Regions from separate parts of the Pan troglodytes genome. Here region 1 is linked to region 2. A link is a contact called in public Hi-C data. All regions are on one chromosome and are shown on one strand. Each heading gives the region's core, a stretch centred on a gene start, on an enhancer-like site or on the middle of the called end of the contact. The rest is flanking DNA. Distances are from core to core; before and after follow the strand shown.

The links. A called contact is a pair of places that touch in the nucleus more often than the background predicts.
Region 1: a contact with region 2 is called in a Hi-C map of induced pluripotent stem cells, with 2.1 times the contacts expected there. The contact joins two enhancer-like sites. A contact is called at or near these places in 3 of 7 Hi-C or Micro-C datasets (induced pluripotent stem cells and stem cell-derived neural progenitor cells) and 1 of 1 other capture datasets (stem cell-derived neural stem cells).

The regions. Positions count from the first base shown.
Region 1 is chr19:26,590,400-26,596,839 of NHGRI_mPanTro3-v2.0_pri, reverse strand. It overlaps LOC104002831 (a long non-coding RNA gene), which reads right to left. Exons shown (of 3, transcript XR_675249.2): 1 at 6,298-6,440; 2 at 3,909-4,573; 3 at 1,640-2,899. Among named protein-coding and RNA genes, the nearest start is that of KRT9, 21 kb to the right of the region's middle. Within about 2 kb of position 1,434, at least 13 of the 24 cell types and tissues checked have an H3K27ac peak or open chromatin away from gene starts, as enhancers often do. A contact at or near this core is called in induced pluripotent stem cells and stem cell-derived neural stem cells, where this site is marked.
Region 2 is chr19:26,485,876-26,491,419 of NHGRI_mPanTro3-v2.0_pri, reverse strand. No RefSeq gene overlaps it. Among named protein-coding and RNA genes, the nearest start is that of KRT17, 32 kb to the left of the region's middle. Within about 2 kb of position 3,494, at least 3 of the 24 cell types and tissues checked have an H3K27ac peak or open chromatin away from gene starts, as enhancers often do. A contact at or near this core is called in induced pluripotent stem cells and stem cell-derived neural stem cells, where this site is marked.

The DNA of each region.
Region 1 (6,440 bases), core at 185-2,684, 110 kb before region 2:
GCAGGGTGCCATGCCTTGGTCCCAGAGGGCTGCCTCCCTTCCTGGTAGGTCTGTGCCTGGTGCTGCCAGGCCCGGCCCAGCCTCCACACTCCTTCCCCTTCACACCACAATCTGAGCTGGTGAGTGACTCATCCCACCGTCCTCCTACGTGCCCCGTCCGTGACCCCACCAAACTTGGCCTCTCTTGGCTCCATCTCTGCACTGGCTCACAGCAGCAAGAGCATGTCCACCCCCACGCCCTGCACCACAGACTAAGGCAGCTCACTGCACCTCAACGAGGAAGAGCCAGGCTCTGACATTCCCAGCTTGGATCTCCGAGGAGGTGGCTGTACTGACACGTGGACAGGGCCCCATGGCCCCCACATTGACACACTGGATCAGGCAACTCTGCTGTCTCTTGACATCCATGATGTCCACTCCTTACAACAACCTTCCAAGGGTTACTGCCCATTTTACAGATGAGGAAACTGAGGCTCGGGGAGGTTACATGACATGGCAGGTGGTAGTGGAGCTGACTCCAAAGGCTCCTGCCTTCCTCTACAGCATCTCCCCCTCTACCCTGAGCCAAACTCCGGGAAGCCATGAGTTGTGTAGGAAAGGGCTTGGGCACTGGCTTGGCGGTCCAAAGCCCTGAGGCCAGGCTCCGCCTTTCATCAGCTGGCTGACTTCCGGCAAGCCCTCGGCCTCTGTGAAACTGTTTTCCAGTCCATAACAGGAACAGGGATCCTGCCCTGCCCACCTCACCGGGCATTCAGAGGCTCAGAGAGAAGAAGCAGCGTCTGCAAAGTGAAGTCTGGGGGAGGTGGTTGTGGGGTGCCTCAGCAGCCCGCCACCGGAGCCCGGAGAGAGGCGGCGATGTCCGCTTTGGAGCCAACCTTGGCTCCGGACAGGGCAGGCTGCCGGCCACAAGGCCCCGTCTTTGCAAGCTCCCCAGGCGGGGTGCAGCTTCCTTTGTCCCTAGGCGGGGTGCAGCTTCCTTTGTCCTCAGACTGAACATCTCCCTCCGCCACCGGTGCGGGAGGAGCCCAGGGCCTCGCCAACTCGGCTTCACAGCGCCTCCTGGGGGCCGCGAGGGGACTCGCCAACCTGCCTGCAGGCGGGCTCCCTCCTACCGCCTCCCTCTGCACCCCTGACCCTGCTCAGTGCTGTGTGAGAGGAACGGTCAGAGGGAGCCTGTATGGGCAAAGGCAGACCCCACACTCCAGGCTGCTCCCTGGCCTCCCTACAGCAACAAAGGGACGTTGAGCTGAGAGCAATACAAGAGAAAGAGCCCCAGGAGGGCTGGAAGTCCAAATGCCTGCATTCTACCTTTGTGGCCCTGGGCATGTGTCTTCCCCTCTCTGGGCCACAAAAGAGTGGAGGAGGCCACCTCTCTAAGGAAAGAGAGCTCCCCTCCCAGCGCTAAAACTGTGGTTTCTCTGACACTCAATTTCCTGGCGTGTAACATGGCCACAAGGGGCCGCTGCAGCCACAGCTGTGAAGGAAACCGTTCACACCGTGCTATATCCTTCATGGATAGTTCATGGGGTTTTATAGGCTCTTGTTCATTTCCATAAAGTCTTCCTTGGACTTGGCAAACTTTTCCTCTGAAAATTCCAAAGTGTAACCAAGAAGGAAAAGGAAGAGAAGAGAACCAAGAGAAGGGCAAAGAGGATTCTATTTTGTTCGTGTTTGGACCTAAGAGAAAACCAGAAAGATTGCCCCTGCGGCTGAGGGGAGCCACAATATTGGCGAGAGATAGGAGAGGCCCCTCGGGGAGAAGAAAGCTTGGGGAATGCAGATCTCTCTTTAAGATTGATGACTTTCAGAATCATAAATCGGTAGAGCCAGAGAGTCCTCAGCCCTCGCCCCATTCCTTTATCAGTCACGCTTGCGCAAGCACTGGCCTCTGCCTCTCCTTGCAGAAGTGACTTGTTTACAAGTCAGTACAGCTAGTTCCTGCCTGACTGAACCACTGTCATCTGAGAATTGAGGGTCAAAGTTGGATCTTCCCAGCTCAGAGGAGAAGCCTTCTCTAAACAAAGGAGGGGCTCAGCTGGGTAGGTTGTTGCAAAGAGAACTCACTTCAGAGCCAAGTCAGCCAGGCCCTGTCATTTAAAAGCTATGTGACCTTGTGCAAGTCATTGAACCTGTCTAAGACTCAGGATACTGAGACAGCAAGACCTTCCTCAAATTGCCGAGGTGAGAATTAATGAAATAGTCTGTCTAACGTGCCTGGGACCTACCAGAAGCTCAGCCAGTGGAGTCATTAAATTTTGTCTTTATTATTAGCAATACAGTTCTCTTAGCACACATTGCAAAGGATCATGTACCCAGCTCAGGGGCACAAGGTGTGTGATTGCGAGGACATCAGAGAAAACAAGGTGCGATGAACTGGCAGTAGGCATTTGTTGGGACAATGACAGGGCCCTGGCCTGATCAAGGGAAGGATCAGGGGGAGAAGGAGATACTGGGGGGCTGGGAGGTGGGGATGGAGGAGGGGCACTGTCCCTACAACTCCGCATGCTCGGCTTCTGCAGTCCCGAGTACAGACCCAACTCTGTTTCTCCTTGTCCCATTCTGCCTAAGGGCTGGAGCTTCTCAGAAACTCTGACAGGACATGTGTCCATCTTCAGTGGGGACCCTCCCCCTCCTAGAAGTCCCCCGTCCAGCTGGGGAGGACAGGTCAGGGTGAGGGCAGCAGCCACCCAGCAGCCTCCATCAGAGATCATCAGCATTTCCCACCATGAATTCAGCAGCGCATCTCGTGGTCAAATCCATAGGTGATTTCTGGGTTCTGTAGCCTCCTCTTGGAAACTTACAAAGCACTTTAAGCAAACAAAAGCTTTGGCCAGGTGCAGTGACTCACGCCTGTAGTCCCAGCACCTTGGGAGGCCAAGGCCAAAAGCTTTGAGAAGTCCTGCAAAAAAAAAAAAAAAAGGTTTGGTTTGTTTATCTCCATGTTTTCCACTGGATTTGATCATAAGAGTTTTGTTTGGGATTATTTTATATTAATTAACACCCCAGGGAACATACACTGGAAAATCCAGGGGCCCAAAGAACTCAAGATAGGGCTCCAGTTAAGAACTATTATGTTCCAGACCAGCCTGGCCAACATGGTGAAACCCCATATCTACTAAAAATACAAAAAATTAGCCGTGTGTGGTGGCATGTGCCTGTAATCCCAGCTACTTAGGAGACTGAGGTGGGTGGATCACCTGAGGTCAGGAGTTCGAGATTAGCCTGGCCAACATAGTGAAACCTCGTCTCTACTAAAAATACAAAAAATTAGCCAGGTGTGGTGGCGGGTGCCTATAATCCCAGCTACTCAGGAGGCTGAGACGGGAGGATCACTTGAACCAGGAGGTCAAGGCTGCAGTGAGCTGAGATCGCACCACTGCACTCTAGCCTGGGTGACAAAGCAAGACCCCACCTAAAATTTAAAAAAAAAAAAAAAAACTAGTATGAAGGGAATGCTCTCAGCAAGCATCCCCTGCCCCAACTTTTTGTACCTCAAACATGACTATTTGCTGTGGATTCTGAATTTGCTTTGTTTCCTTTGTATTTTGCAGTTTTCCATTAGGGCTGACAGAAGTTCCTTTGGGAAAACCCCAGCATGTGTTAGTCATGCCGAGGGGAATGGAGGGAAGGAACTCGCTTTGTTCTCATTTTGGCCTGAGAGGAGGGAGAAGAGTAGGACCCCTGGGGCTTGGGGGCTGACATGGCCTGAGATGGATGTGAGACCCAGGGGCAGAGAAAATGCTAAGAGCTTTTTGGACCATGCATTTTCCATGACTCAGAAAGTCAGTGGAGCCCGCCCTCCCTGGTGCCCTCGTTCCTTCATTGCCACTGCATTTGTTCCACACACTGAGGAGTCTGGTGAGGAAACTGAGGCCCAGAGACAAGAAATACCTGGGACAGAGACTCACTGTTCATGGGTAGTTGCTTGCTTTCCAAGAAGACATTTCCAGAGCTTTCCTGCTCGTGGGAGGTGTCTGTAATTGTTTTAGACAGCATGAGGTGAAGAGGGAGGGCTTGCGGGTCAGACCCACTCAGATCCTTTGTCAGCTGAGTTATGTCATTTCTCTGAGCCTCAGTTTCCCATCTGGGAAGCTGGTGGTAGTGAGAAATAAGGAAGATGACTTCTGTACAGGCTTGCCACCATCCCAGGACAGATGAGGCCCAGCTGCCATACAGAGGAGGTGACAGCATGGAGCGGGGTCAGAGGTGCAGAAGGAGGCGCTAGGAGGAAGGGACAAATGAGGATAGAGGCTGTTGTCCATAGAGCACACTCCTTGGAGGGAGGAGGGACCCAACTCAGACAGAGCTCACTCAGGTCAGGGGCAGGAGCCTCTGAGGTGGGTGGAGGGGTGTGACGGGCTGGTGGGAGCTCGTAAGCAGGGACATGCCCCTGCCCTGGAGGTTACTCAGTGGGGCTGGGAGTTTGGCAGGTGGTGCTCCTCAGTCCAGCGCTGCTTCCGTGGGTTAGGATGAAGACCCATCTTCTTGCCTTGTCCTCCTCCACGAGGGGCTTATCCAGAACAAAAGCTGTTGGCAGTTCCTGGCCAACAGGTTCTCCTCCTCCACTGCAGGGCTAGAAAAAGGTGAAAACAAAAGGGACATGTGCTTCTCTGTGGCTCTTGGGGTACAGTTCAGTCTCCCCACCATGAGCAAGTCCTCCACGACTGACCCCCTACTCCCACCAGCACCTCGTCATCCTTCTTCAGCTCCTCCTCACCCTCTGCACAGTAGCCCCAGGAAGTTCAAGTTCCAGCTCCTCCAGTGGGCCACTTTCAGTCACACCTCCAGGCCTTCACTGATGCAGTTCCCCCTACCCAGAACTGCCCACCCCCAACACACACAAACACACACAAACACACATGCACACCACCTCCATTGAATATCACCTCCACCAAATATCACCTCCACCAAATATCAAATATCAAATCCAACATCTTCCTGGTGTGTTGACCCAACACTTTCTCCAAAGAATGTTCCCTGACTCCCAAGACTGTGTTAGTTGTTTCTGCTGTGTGGCCCAGAGTCCCTGGGCTTCCCCCTAATGGAATGCAGCATACTGTATGGAGGTGGCTGTTACCTGTTGGTCTCTCCGACAAGACTCTATGGGGGCAGACTCTGCCTGGGTCACTGTAGTAGCCCCAGCTACTAGCCCCATGTCTGGCACAGAGTAGGCCCTCAGTGATTACCCATTGAATGAAGGGGTCAATGACAGGCAGAGTCTCCACTTGGGGCTCCCAATGAGCAGAGAACTTGGGGAAGCTAACCTTCCTCCCCACACACACCCCACCTTTGGATCTCAAGCTTGACTCTTATGGGTTTGGTGTTGATTCACTTCCCTGAGGTTTCCCTCCATCTTGACAAATGCTCCTTCTGACAACCCCAACATGACTGAGTCATGGTGAGGGCAAGAGATGAAAGGAATCATGTTTGAGAGTTTGGCCTGAGTTCAGGTGAGGATGGCATGTCTCTGAGGCTGAGGGTGCTGGTAGCAGCAAAGACAGACTGAGGGATTCCCGGGTGGGAAGAAAGCTCAGGAATATCAAAGCCATCGGAGGACACATGAGTGTCACACCCAGCATGTGGGTGCAGAGCCGTCCTTAGGGACTGTCTGTCCTTGCAGGGTTATTCACCCAGGACCCCTCTGTACCCACAGTCTCTGGTTCTGATACTCATGTGTTCTCCGACAGCTTTGATCTTCCTGGGGAGAGATCAAGGTAACTCTTGGAGAAAATTGAGGCCACAGAGCAATCTTAAAAAGTGTTAAAAATTGTTAGAGGCCAGATAGGTCGTGCTAAGAGCAGGAGGTAGGGAGCCAGATCAACACTGGTGTGGGTGACTTGGGCAAGGAACTTTTCTTCTCTGAGCCTCAGTTTCCTCATCTGTAAATGGAAGCAACAAGAGCAACCTCACACAGTTGTGAGAAATCAACAAAATGACTTATGGAAGCTTCCTGGCCCATGCCTATCCTAGGAAGCTTCCCCAGCCACCATGGCCAGGTCAGGAGACCCCATCTGAAAGTACAGCCCGTCCCTCTCATCACCAATGGCACTCACTCAGCACTGGCCTGTCTGCCTGTCTGCCTCTGGCACCAGACTGTGAGCCCATGGGGGCAGAGACCTTGTCTGTTCCGCTCACAATTCCATCTATTCCCAATCCCTGCCACAGAATAGTCACCCAATGAAGATCTGTTGAATGAATGAATGAACGAATGAATGACTTGAAGAGGGGATGAAAATAGACAGGAACTCCTATACGAGGTTTTCAAAAACAGGCAGGTGAGGACCCACCAGGCCTTACCTCTCCTCACGATCTTTTAACTTCCTGTCGTACTATTTCTCCTGGGTTTTATTTTGTTGTTGTTGCATCATTTCTTGAACTTTCTTTCTGGTTTCACAAGAATTCCCTCAGACAATCCCAGTGGATCTCAGTCTAGTAAGAGG
Region 2 (5,544 bases), core at 2,245-4,744:
TACCCTCTTGCCACAAGGCCCTGGACAGAGAAGCAGGGAAAGCAGCCAAGGTCCCCAGAGAGTCCCTGGAATGGGGCACCCCAGAGCCAGCCCCAGGGCTCAGCCAAAGAAAGCTGGGGAAGTGAGGAGCTGCCCCCAGAAAGAGGAGCCAAGGGGTCTCTGCCCCAGCCTGGGACACCTCGGCCAGGCTTGCCCACCACTGCTCTGCAAGGGGCTAGGTGGGGCCAGGGGGCTGCACCTGCTCTGGTCCCTGCCCCCCAACCCAGCTGCCTGGAGCTCAGCCTGCCGCCCTCACCGTGGAGGCTATGCTAGATGCCCAGGACCAGTGTCCCACCCCATCCCTCAGCCTCTGCTCCCACAGCCCTGCCGTCACCCTTCCTGTCCTCCCTGCAGGACAGAATTCCCACGCCCACCCTGGGCCCAGGGCCAGGAACTGCTGGTTCCCACCAAGGCTTGGGAAGTGATTTCTGCAGACCAAGCCACCCTGGGCCCACCCTGGGCCCATCACAGTTTCCCAGGAAACAGCTTGGCCCTGCCTGCTGCAAGGCATGACAGAGGGGACCAGCCCTGGGCTGTGCTCAGAAATGCTGAGGCCTCAGAACTGGGCAACAGGGAGGCAAGGAGGTCCCCCATGGGTGGTTGTTGGTGTGATTGAAATGCTGGCTCTACCAGTAGCCCTCCAGGAAGAGGCTAAACAGTGAGCAAGGTCCCCAAATCCCAAACTTGAAGTTTCCTTCCCCAATCACCATCCAGGGGCCCTGCCAGACTCACAGAGAGTGATGGAGAAGCTACAGCGCTAAGCTGGGGGGTCCTGTGGTGGAGAAGATGCAGGTCCCAGCACAGCTCATCTCAGCTCCCAACACACATCCTCAGTCTCATGGTCACATTCCATCCACCAAGAACCCAGGGACATTCAGCTAGGCTTGGTGGTGTGCACCTGTGATCCCAGCTACTCAGGAGGCTGGGGTGGGAGAATCGCTTGAGCCCAGGAGATCAAGCCTGCACGAGCTGTGATGGCGTCACTGCACTCCAGCCTGGGCGACAGAGTGAGGCCCTATCTCAAAAATCACAAAAAAAAATTTTAATTAAGTAAAAAACAAAAAGCGCCCAGGGACATTGGGAAAGGGAGTTCCTACCCCCACTTTCCAGGAAAGAAAACAGAGGCCCAAAGAGAAGAAGTGGATTGTGGGAAGAATTTCACTGCAGTAAGTGGTGAGGACTGACCTTGGCCAACCCCATATAGACCCCTTCCAGACCCAGGTGCCAGTGCAGACAGCCCAGCTGGGGTGTGGGGGACACAGGGCCAAGTGGCAAGGTGTCAGCAGCAGTCCCCAGAGATGGGCACCCCATGGGCACAAGGCCGCACTCACAGCCTCTACTCCAGGACCCCATCTGGCACAGAGCTCCAAGCTGCTTAGGACAAAGGCATCCCTTAGAGGCTGGAGGCAGCAAACAGAACGTGTCCCTCTGCTGCTTCCTGGCCACTGCGGGGCCCTCACCACCACCTCAGCTCTCAGAACATCCTTCATTCTGCCCCCAGCATCTACTGAGCAATGACCAAGACCAAAGCTCCAAACCACAGACTGCCTGGGGCCTCGGCCTCCAGCTCTCCAACTGCAGAGGCAAGAGCAGAGTGTGAGGAGGGGGTGAGGAGTGGGCACCCCAATTGCCCTGGCCACTGTGGGAGCTTGGGCTCTAGCAGGCTGATCTCCCCCAGCCTGCACCCCACCCAGCAAGGACATGCAAGCCAAGCAGTTCCCACACCCCGTTCCTGGTGGTTGCCAGAAGCTTCCTTACAAGGCCCCAGCGCTGAGCTGGCTCAGCTGCAGGCGGGGGCCTGGGTGGGGCACAGCACACCTGGCTCAGCCAAGCCCAGACGCACCCTGCAAGTGAGGAATGCGGACGCCGCCCGGGCTGGCCCTGGGAAAGCTGCTGCCCTCGGCTCCTGCCCAGCCCTGACTCAGCCTAGGTGGGCCAGGGAAGCTGCAGCCTCAGCAGAACCAAGTCTCCCACCCCACCCTCCCCGCTGGCCTGCCTGGGATTGAACCAGGGGACAGGTCCTGGCAGGGGACTGAGAGTAGAGACAGCACCCCCTGGCCTCAGGACTTGGGGGAACAGCAGGGACTCTGTGGGACCTGGCCTCCTCCTGCACTGTCTGGAGGGTGCCAGCACAGCTCTGTCCGGGGGGGGCTGCCCACAGCACATTTTCCCAGATGGCTGAGCCTCAGTTTCCTCATCCATAAAAGGGGGCTAGTGACATTCCTGCCCACAGTGCAGGGCTGCAGTGGTGGAGGAGGTTCCCGGGAAGCATTTGAGAAGCAAACAGACCTCTTCCTAAGAAACAGAAGCGTCTGCCTAGCCCCATGAGGCCAGGTGATCTCGTGCTCCATGCAGAAGAGACAGAAGCGTCTGCCCAGCCCCGTGATGCCGGGTGGTCCCGTGCTCCATGCAGAGCAGGGTGACTCCATCATCCTCTGTCCCTGGCCCCAATACGGCTATTCCAAACTCCCCAGGACAAGGGCTGTGTCTCCCCCTCCGACTAGGCGGTCCCTGAAGGCTCGGGGCATGTCTCCCCTCAGACAAGAAGCTTCCCAGGGACAGAAACTCCATCCTCCTTGCTCCATCGCCCCACAGTCCCATGCCCTGCGCTGCGGAAACCACAGGCCAGTGAAGGCCAGAAAAACTGCCCGTCCCCTCCTGGCGCCACCTTACCCCAGCCTCCCCAGGCCCTGACATCCACCTCCTTGCCCACCCAGCCAGCCCCCAAACACGACGCTGGAGTGCCTCACGGTGCCCACCCAGACCCTGGGGATCAGGAGGCAGAGCCCCCCAGGTCTGGTGCTGGTAGAATCTCCCATCCCTCCCTGCCTGCAAAGAAAGGGCCCACAGGCCTCCCTCCCTGAGCCCTCCCACAGCTGAGCTGGCCAGAGAGAACTTTCTCCCTCTGCTCTCTTTCTCTGCTGTAGTTCAAGCACAGACCCTCTCACCCCAGCCAGCCCTTCTCCACCTTCCAGGCGCACAGTCTTAGGGGTGGAGCAGAGGTTGAGGTTGGGGGCCTCACAGTCAAAGGTGCTGAGACAACAGCCCCGCTGCCCTGTGCTCACTCAGAAGCTCCTGGGGAACTGAGTGGAGGGGAAGGGTCCCCAAGCCCACAGGTTCTGGCTGCCCCTGCCACGTCCCCTCCCCCAGCCAGGCTTCTCCCAACTGCGGCAGGGCATGTGGGCTCAGGTTGGGGTGCAGCGTTGGCAGGACAAACAGTCTCCAGTGTTGGGTGTTTGCCTCTGTTACCAAGGAGGGAGGTGAGGGGCCTGGCTCCCTGCCATGTTTGGGCCCCGGGCTGAAGGTGTGGGTGGCAGGGAAGGTGGAGGATTTGAGGTGGGGAGGCTCACTTCCCGCTCCCAGGGCTCGAGGGCAGGGCAAGCCAGCTGGGACTGCCAGATCCCTGGGCGGATTCAGACCTGCATCGGCCCTGCCTTTCTGCTGGCTCTGGGAAACTCAGTCAGGCAGGAGGAGACGCTGGGGGCAGGGCAGGCTCCCTTGCTGCTCAAAGCGGGGCTGTGGGCTGGAGGCTGGGCCCCAACAAGTCAGGTACTGCCGTGGGTGTCCCAACCTTCCGGGACTGACGGCACCACGGCCTAACTCAGGCCACCCGGGAGAGAGGCTTAGGACCCCAGCTCTGGGCCCATGAATTTGGACAAGTCACCGCCCCTCTCTGGGCCCCAGTTTCCCCACCTGTATAGTGTCAGGAGCTGGCCTGTGTAGTCCCACAGGGGCCTCCTTTGTTTTGTCCTCCCTGGCATGAGCTGGGCAGGTGGATGCTGAGGGGTTGAGGAGTTGGGCACTGAGCCAGGAGTTGTGACCCGGCCTTGAAGCCCTGGCTGGAAGGGCTCGGTACACATCCAGGCGGCCCTACTGCCCTGTCTGAGGCTGGCATGCAGTGAGTGCCCGGCTGAGTGCAGGAGCCCAGGGCTGTGGTCAGGAATGGCCGGGCCCTTTCTCCCTCTCTCAGCAATGATGAGAGCCACAGCCCAAGGAATCCCCTGCTGCCTCCTGCTCCCAGGTCTCCATCGCAGCCTCAGCATGACCGGCTCTGAGCAGGAAGTAGGGGAAGCAGGACAGAGGCTGGCCTGGCAGTCAGAGAGTGCACAGCCTGGCTCAGGAGGCTGGCAGGTCATCAGAGGCATAGAGCTGGCCCTCGTTGATGGGGCAGGGATGGCTTGGGGAGGGTGGAGACGCCGAGGCTTGAATTGGGGGGTGGGGGGTGCAGGTAGGGAAGAAAGGAAGGGGACTTGAGATTGTGACCAGGCAGTGCCACAAGGAACACAGGAGTGTGGGCCTTCCATGGGGAGGGAGGAAGGTGAGGCCAAAAGATGGCAGGGCAGGGGAAGGGACCACTTGCCTTGCAGCCCAGCCAGAGAGAGCGAGAATGAGCAGTTCCCACACCATGAAGACCTTTGCCCTGGCCCTGCTGGTGGCCCTGCTGTGCACAGAGAGACCCCAGGGTCTATGCTGCCACCAGTGCTTGGTGGCCCCAGCCTGGCACAGGCATGCCTGCCCCGCTGCCACATGCCCCTTCCCTGACAGGGTCTGCGTCTCGGGATATGAGAGACACAGGGAGTCTGGGTCCCTGTGGCATCTGGGAAAGTGAGAGTGGGGAACAGGCTCTGCCTCCCTTCCCTCCTGCCCCAAGAATGATACCATCATTTGGAATGTGCAAGTTCTGGACACCTCTATGAGTTCCAAGCTTTCTTGTTGCAAGAGAGGCCTCTGTAATGCGGGGGTCCTGGTGGCAGGCAGCACCTGGGCCCTTCCTTGGGACTCCTGCTCAGCCTGGGTCAGTTCCCCTCTGGGCCCTGCTGTGATGGCCTTTCCTGTCCCCCTTACCCCATGGCCCCCTCCTCTGTCCCCATGCATAGTGTCCTCCTCAGTTTGGGACCACTTCGGCACTGACCCTCGGGAATTCCAGTGTGGTTTTGTAGCCGCAGGTTCAGGGGAAGGATGTGGTGGGGCAGAGGCGGGGGCTTCCCTGTCAGGGGACTCTGGCACCGGGCGGGTCCCTGCGGCAGACTTGGAATCCCTGCTTGGACTCATCCTGTTACCTGGGCCCAGGGCCTTCAAACCCACATTCCCTACATCGCCACCTCCTTAAACCACCCAGCCTCAGAGCCAGGGGCCTTGCCATTTGCTGTTCTGAACCTGGAACCACAGGAAGAACACAGGCCAGGGGCAGGAGTCCAGGGTTCCATCCTACCCAGCCATTAACTCAACACGGAGCCAGGGCCACACCACTCACCACTCCGGACCACCTCTGTTCAAGCAAGGAAGAAACCCAGGGCTCTGGAGCCCCTCAGGCCTCCCACACAGGGCGAGAGCTCCCCTGTCTCAAGGTCAATAAACACCCCTCTGCTTACTCAGAAAAAGACAGAGAGAGAGAGAGAGACAGCAGGGTCCAGTCTCTGAGGGCCTTGCGACCAGGCTGAGACATGGAATGGGGGCCAGTGAAGGGCGAAGGAAAGGACTGAACCCCAGCAGGAGCGACTCAGC